Linked DNA regions of Mus musculus: region 2 is linked to region 1. A link is a contact called in public ChIA-PET data. All regions are on one chromosome and are shown on one strand. Each heading gives the region's core, a stretch centred on a gene start, on an enhancer-like site or on the middle of the called end of the contact. The rest is flanking DNA. Distances are from core to core; before and after follow the strand shown.

Evidence for each region. ChIA-PET counts read pairs in DNA pulled down with a chosen protein or histone mark.
Region 2: an RNA polymerase II ChIA-PET map of memory CD8 T cells shows a contact between it and region 1, with 6 read pairs. The contact joins the promoter of Izumo1r here to the promoter of Fut4 in region 1. A contact is called at or near these places in 2 of 115 datasets of contacts at active chromatin or transcription factors (effector CD8 T cells and memory CD8 T cells) and 1 of 9 other capture datasets (liver).

The regions. Positions count from the first base shown.
Region 1 is chr9:14,750,734-14,754,483 of GRCm38.p6, reverse strand. It overlaps Fut4 (fucosyltransferase 4), which reads left to right and starts at 2,362. Exons shown (of 1, transcript NM_010242.3): 1 at 2,362-3,750. The coding sequence starts at 2,488.
Region 2 is chr9:14,901,574-14,905,175 of GRCm38.p6, reverse strand. It overlaps Izumo1r (IZUMO1 receptor, JUNO), which reads left to right and starts at 1,409. Exons shown (of 5, transcript NM_022888.3): 1 at 1,409-1,463; 2 at 2,653-2,793; 3 at 3,340-3,528. The coding sequence starts at 2,656.

The DNA.
Region 1 (3,750 bases), core at 1,113-3,612:
ACTCAGGGTTTCCCACGCCCTTTATATGCATGCATGTATACATGCACACACACACACTCACACACACACACACACACACACACACACACACACCCATCACCACCACTATCGGTAGCAATAGAGAATAGAACAGTGCAGAAGAGGGTAAATTGAGGTCAGTGAAATGGAGGGTAATTGCTGTTAATTTTAAGCAATCTCTAACAACTTTTAACTATTGTTCTTTTCATACCAATTTCCCCAGTTATGCAGATAAAATGTGTGTGTGACATAAGAAAGAATACTGCCTATTTGCCTTGCCTGCTACACCTGCTCACTGGCCTCTAGGATAAGCACATAACTTACATGACTCCTAACAGAAAATGGACTTTGCACTGCCTCTTTCTCTCTTCTAGGAAAGCAACTGAATGTACATCTGAGAGGTGTGCATTCAGCTCCAGAAACCTTACAGTCAACCAAAACATACCAGCCCCTTTGACAGCAGTCAGACTCTCACAGAGTTTGGGTACAGACTGAGGCCATCAGAACATATTCTGGGGCTTCCCTTAGGAAACACCAGCTCTCTCTGGTGAGGAACACAAGGTAGTCTTAGGAAGAAGTGTTGTGGTCTTGGTTCAAATTCTCTCCATCCAGGCATGGCAGCATGCACCTGTAACCCCCCAGCACATGGAGTTGAGGCAGGAGAATCAGCCTTGGAGGCCTAGTAAATCTGAGACCAGCCTGGGCTCCATGGGACCATACATCATAAACCAAAAACAAATAGAAAAGTCAAATGAACTATTTCCATGGAGGAAGAATAAAGAATGAGTTTGAATTTAGGAATTACAGTTCTCCTGGCTCCTTTCCCCACAGAGCCTGGGCCTATACGAAATGGGAGGCAAACAGACAACCTTTGCAAATTGTGAATTGATTCCCTCCACCTGACCGTTGAGTTATAGGGCATTTATCTACACAACCTTAGCATACAAACAGTCTTCCTTTATAGCTGACCTTGCTGTTATCTTTACACAGAGAATTGAAAGCTGATTCCCCCTGAGCAATGCTCTGTGAAACAGGAGACCTCTAACTATAAAGTCCCTCCTTGTTACTAAATTAGAATGATTCCCAAGGAGATTGAGAGCACCATCAGTGCAGCCTCTTCATCGTCTACTAGTATTGCCTTATTTATGGGGCGAGGCACATTTCTGCTTAACTCTTCTTTAGGTAGTAGCACTTCACACTATCTTTGAAGGAACTACTTTCTTCCCATTTTTATCCCATGAAATTTAGATGGGATCATTTCTATCTCTTCAATCTTGAAAAGGTTCTAAAACCAATCCAAATCTCCCTGGCCATTACTGTATGAATGTACAGCTGCTCCAGGATAAGTCAACCTTAGTGACCTAATTCGGTGGAATTTGAATTCTGATGAACACATACATGTCTACTGTTTTCCACTGAAAGCCTATGGAGTGTCTAAAGGTCACAGTAAGCTATTCCCATAGTCACAGTCTTTTGATACCCAGTCACTTTCTCATAAGGAACAGATAGTGACAGATCATTTCAGTAATGCACTAACAGCATGAAGTGGGGCTGGAGAGATGGCTCAGTGGTTAAGAGCACGGACTGCTCTTCCAAAGGTTCTGAGTTCAAATCCCAGCAACCACATGGTGGCTCACAACCATCCGTAATGAGATTTGACGCCCTCTTCTGGTGCATCTGAAAACAACTACAGTGTACTTAGATATAATAATAAATAAATCTTAAAAAAAAACAGCATGAAGTGGCCATTTCTGGCTATGTCATGTGATACTGATGGTAGGCTTGCATAGCTAGCCCTGCAATACTTTGTTGGTCTCACATCTTTGGTTCATATCTGAATTACAACCATAGCTTCTGTGAATAAAAAGAAAGGGTAGGGGTTGGTTGGTCTGGAAAGGCCACTGACACATAATTCTCTCAGAGGATGCTGGTTCTTAGGACCAGTCACACTGCCCCAGCTGGTGTCTGACTCCACAGCTGACCTGTTTTGTCCTGACTACATTCCAGCTGTTCTAGGGCTCCCTTCCTCCCTCCCTCCCCCTCTTCCCCCCAGGGGCGTCGTTGGCCAGGCAGAGTGAAATAAGGAAGCTGATTCTGCTCTGAGTTCTACAGTGGGATCGCACCCCCACCCCACCACCCCTTCGAGGCTTCTGGGGGAGGTATCCAGTGCAAGGCGAGGGTTTGCCAGCCTAGGCGCAGGAACAACGAAGGCGCAGCAAGAGGCCACGACCCCAGGTGAGGCGCCAGCGGGGCGCTGTTTCTCGGAGTCCAAGAGCCCTGGCTGGGCAGGACAGCCAGCGCAGGCGCAGCAGGAAACGCCCCAGGCCGGGCCCGCAGGGCTAGGAGAACAGTGTCTGGAAGGGTCAGGGTGGCGCTGGGCCAGGGCTGCCGGCCCGGCTCACCTTATCCTGGACTTGGGAGGGGCGAGGCACCGCCCGTGGGTCCGCCGATGCCCCGCCCGCCCCCTCCATGGCTCCGGCCCGGCAAGAGCTACAGCATGAGAGCCGGTGCCGCCCCTCACGGACGGTGGACGCGTGGCGAGCCGCGGTGGCCACTCGTGGACGCCACATGGAGACGCCGGGGTACCGGCGTCGCACACGGTGTGGAGGCTGGGGACTACCCCGGAGCGTCTCTTCGCTGGCGGCAGTGGGACTACTGTGCACCGCGTTGACCACCTTCATCTGCTGGGGACAGTTGCCGCCACTGCCCTGGGCGTCCCCAGCTCCGCAACGCCTGGTGGGTGTGCTGCTCTGGTGGGAACCCTTTAGGGGGCGCGGCGGCTACCCCAAGTCTCCCCCCGATTGCAGCCTGCGCTTCAACATCAGCGGCTGCCGCTTGCTCACCGACCGCGCGGCCTACGGGGAGGCTCAGGCAGTGCTGTTCCACCACCGCGACCTGGTGAAGGAACTCCACGACTGGCCCCCGCCCTGGGGCGCCCGAGAACGCACGGATAAGGCGCTGGTACTACGCGTGTTCGACGACCAGGAGGGAGCAGTGACGCTAACTGGCAAAGCCCTGGAGACCGTAGGTTCTCGTCCCCCTGGGCAGAGGTGGGTGTGGATGAACTTCGAATCGCCCTCCCATACTCCAGGGCTGCGGGGCTTGGCCAAGGACCTCTTCAATTGGACACTGTCCTACCGGACCGACTCGGATGTCTTCGTGCCCTATGGCTTCCTCTATTCCAGGAGCGATCCAACTGAACAGCCTTCAGGCTTGGGCCCCCAGCTGGCCCGCAAGCGAGGACTGGTGGCCTGGGTTGTGAGCAACTGGAACGAGCACCAGGCACGGGTCCGTTACTACCACCAGCTGAGTCGGCACGTGTCTGTGGACGTGTTTGGTCGGACGGGACCCGGACGGCCAGTGCCAGCCATCGGGCTGCTGCACACTGTGGCCCGCTACAAGTTTTATCTAGCCTTTGAGAACTCACGGCACGTGGATTACATCACCGAGAAGCTGTGGCGGAATGCCTTTCTGGCTGGGGCCGTGCCAGTGGTGCTCGGCCCAGATCGTGCCAACTATGAGCGCTTCGTGCCTCGTGGCGCCTTCATCCACGTGGACGATTTCCCTAATGCTGCTTCCCTGGCTGCCTACCTGCTCTTTCTCGACCGAAACGTGGCTGTCTATCGCCGCTACTTCCGCTGGCGCCGGAGCTTTGCAGTGCACATCACCTCTTTCTGGGATGAGCAATGGTGCCGGACATGCCAAGCTGTGCAGACCTCTGGGGACCAGCCC
Region 2 (3,602 bases), core at 160-2,659, 150 kb before region 1:
TTTTTCCATTCCAGTAATGACTCGTGTGACTCATTTTTGGATTCTTGCTCTTGCCACATCCACAGTCATTTTAAATTTAATGTTCAGTTCCAAAACGCTTACTTGTCAAGACTTGTTGCTCCCTGGGTGTCTATACAGGACAGACGTGAGTACCTGCCTCTGCTGTCCCTGTGGACACCGATACAAAAGAGACCCTCGAAGCAGAAATGCCTTTCCATTTGGCCTCTGGCTTCAGGAAATGAGTCTCAGCTCTGTTGAAGACCAGACATGCAAGTTGGGCTGATAACCATTACTGCTCTGTTCCGGAAAAGCCAACACACCCCCACCCCCAAAGTCTGACTGTGACGTTTAATTTTTTTAAAGATCTGGATAGTTTCTACCCCTCAGTCCTGGGGGCATCCCCCTCACCTGGTTCATAAGCATTAAATATGGAGTCAAACAAGCCTTTCTCAGATTCTAGCTCCATCAACCTCTGTCCGAGCCTCAGTATCCCCTACAAAAGAGAGTGCTCATTTGGGGTATTCTTGCAGGCAGTAAGCCAGACTGTGTACCAGTGCCCTAGCCTCCAGCCCCGTGACTAGTCCTCGTGGATGTTCAGTACTCCATACCCACGCATGGAAACTGCTATTTTCCCTGCACAAAATCAATGTGCTTTGTACATTGACTGGCAGCTGAACACCGTGTGCTGTACTTTGTCTTCCTTGGTGGAAATCACAAGGAATGTTTTTATTTATTTACTACTTTTTGTATGAAATTTCAGTGATTTTTGGCTACTTTTCCTTTGGAGACAGAACATAAAAGACAAGCAAAGTTATGGGCATCACCTCCAATGGGACCTTTGGAGCAGCGATCAGACCAGGCACAGGGTGCAAATGCAGGCTGCCCCTGGTGGCCCTGAGGGGCGGCTTTTGTTTCAGCTTTGATTGTTGCTTAAATTCTTGGCTGGCCAAGCTGCCTGTCTGTGCACCTGCGTGCTGCTAAGCTAGACCCGGATGCTGTGGGAGGATTCTGTTACTCAGAGGCCCCAGGGGTCTGAGCAGAGGAAGGGACCCGAGGAAGCTTCTGAGAACAAAAGATGAAGGACTGTTAAGACATCCCTGGGCTGTGAACTTTTCATGATCCCTCTCACCCCACCCCCACCCCCCACCCCGCCGGACAGATTCTGCCAACAGCTCTCATTACAGAGCAACAGACTGATAGAATCTAAGTTATTTCCAAGTTCTCACAGGTTAGAAGCAGTGCTGAGAGTTGAACTTGCCACCCACTTCAGGGATCTCTGGTACCACAAGGTCTTGTTTCTCTCTCTCTCTTGGAGGCAGGCTACTCAGGTCTAGCTACTGGCGGCTCTCCACACCTGTAGCTCATAGAAGCTGAAGGCTGATAAAAGGGCAGTGGGTGGAGCGCCCTCAGCCCGCTCACCTCTTTGGCATCAGGAGGAGCAACAGGAGGGCCCTGCCTTGAAGGTACATCTGAAGACAATGCTGAGGGGGCTGGTGTCTTTCCTCTCTTCATCTTACCTTCCCGGTCTTTCAGAATAGTTGTTCTTTGTGCAAACTTGGAGCTGGCTCTGTGGAAGAACAGTCTTGGGTTTGGAGTTCAGGATGGGTTCTGCAGAAGAGTCTGGGTCTCTAAGTCACATCTCAGACATCCTGAGGTAGACTACTACTCCGGCTAAACTGCTGATGTGTAGGGCAGGCTCCCAGCAAGCCTAGGTGACGTAAGACCCATGAAGTCCTGGCAGTGAGGACTGACTGGAGCCCTCCTGAAGCCGGGTTTGCCCTTGTTCTAGCAGAGGGGCGATCTCTCTGTCCAGCCTCTCCACCACCGCCCCCCATTGCCAGTACAACCCAGAAGAGAACTGGAAATGTATCAGCAAACACCAAGGTACAAGCCAGCCTTCGTGTTCCTGTGCTAGGATGAGGGCTTAAAGGTGGAAGTCTCCTCAGCCCCTAGCCCTGAGAGGCCAGCAGGGGTCTTAGGCTGTCTGTTACAGCCTGACACATAGGGTGTCTCTGAGATAGACTGGGGTTGGTTGAAATGAGCTAAGGAAAGCTCATTGGTTGAAGGGTCAGGGTGGGGATGAACTACTCTGAGGAGCTGGTGTGGACCCTTCCTAGGGAATAGAACTAGGGTTGGCATGTGATGGATAAAGCTGGCTTTGACATCCCACCCCACCATGTTCTTTTGCCATAAGGAGAATCTGTTTACTGGGAATTGGTTACTTGGCCAAGAGGCTGGCTGTGGGCTGGGATTAAAGCTCTAAACTTCGAATCCATATTATTACCAAACTAGCAAACTGTATCTAAGTGAGCAGCTTAGATCCATTCCTTGCCTGGCCTCCTCTTCAGAGCTGCTGTTTGTTTGTTTGTTTGTTTTTCTTTTTCTTCTCTTTTCCCCTGTTGGTCAGTTTGCTTTCTACATTCCTGCAATGGTTTGTAATGAGTGCCAGATCCAAGTCTTACTCTACATTCTGTGATGCTGCTCTACACAGAAGGTTCTAGGAGCAGCCAGAATATTTCAGCAACCTAAGGAAGCCTTGGAGCCCCTCCTCCCTCTTCAGTGCCTGGTGGTTGGCAGGAGTGGGGTGGGTGTTACCTTCCTGGTCTTTCAGAAGACTAGGTTCTCTTTACCATGGGCTTCTCTCTGTGGCAGGTCATGGCACAGTGGTGGCAGATCCTCTTGGGGTTGTGGGCAGTCCTACCCACCTTGGCAGGGGACAAACTGCTCAGCGTCTGCATGAATTCCAAGCGCCACAAGCAAGAACCTGGCCCAGAAGACGAACTCTACCAGGAGGTACAGAGCAGCGCTGGCCCAGGGGCTAGGGCAGCTTCTTAGGATTATTTGAGAAGAAATACAGACCAGGTGGTCTCTGTACCCCACCACCCCTAATCATTTAGATCCTTAATTTGGGGTCCATCTAGGGCTTTGCCACTAAGCTGTTCTGGCCGCTTGGGAAACAGGTCATGTGGTGATCCCAGAGGCTATGCTAGCTAACCGTGGGTCAGAGCAAGCCTCCCTGCCAACATGCGCTGGCGAGACAGACCTTAATTTGTCTCCTTGTCAGTTTCCTAAAGGCTGTGGGAGGAGGAACATTCCAACGAGAAGCTCCTCCCACCCGTGATAACCACCCAGGTTCCTGAATCTTTCTATTTGCTTTCCTGGATTTATTGCCCCACCCCCACCCCCTGGAGCAGACACCTGGAAGCTATACTTTGTGGCAAGAAGGCAGAGGGGAGGGAGGTCAATGGTCAGGTGCGCCTCATTCTTCAGATACTAGAGTTCCTCCTCTAGAGAGGTGCTCATATCCCCTCTCCTGACGCCCTTCTGCCCCCACCTCAGTGCAGGCCTTGGGAGGACAATGCCTGCTGCACACGTTCCACAAGTTGGGAAGCCCACCTTGAGGAGCCCTTGCTCTTTAACTTCAGCATGATGCACTGTGGACTGCTGACCCCGGCCTGTCGCAAGCACTTCATCCAGGCCATCTGCTTCCATGAGTGTTCCCCCAACCTGGGGCCTTGGATCCAGCCGGTGAGGACATAGGAGACAGGAGGCAGACTCATGCAACACCCTTCCATTCAATCCTAGGCTGGCATCTACAGGAG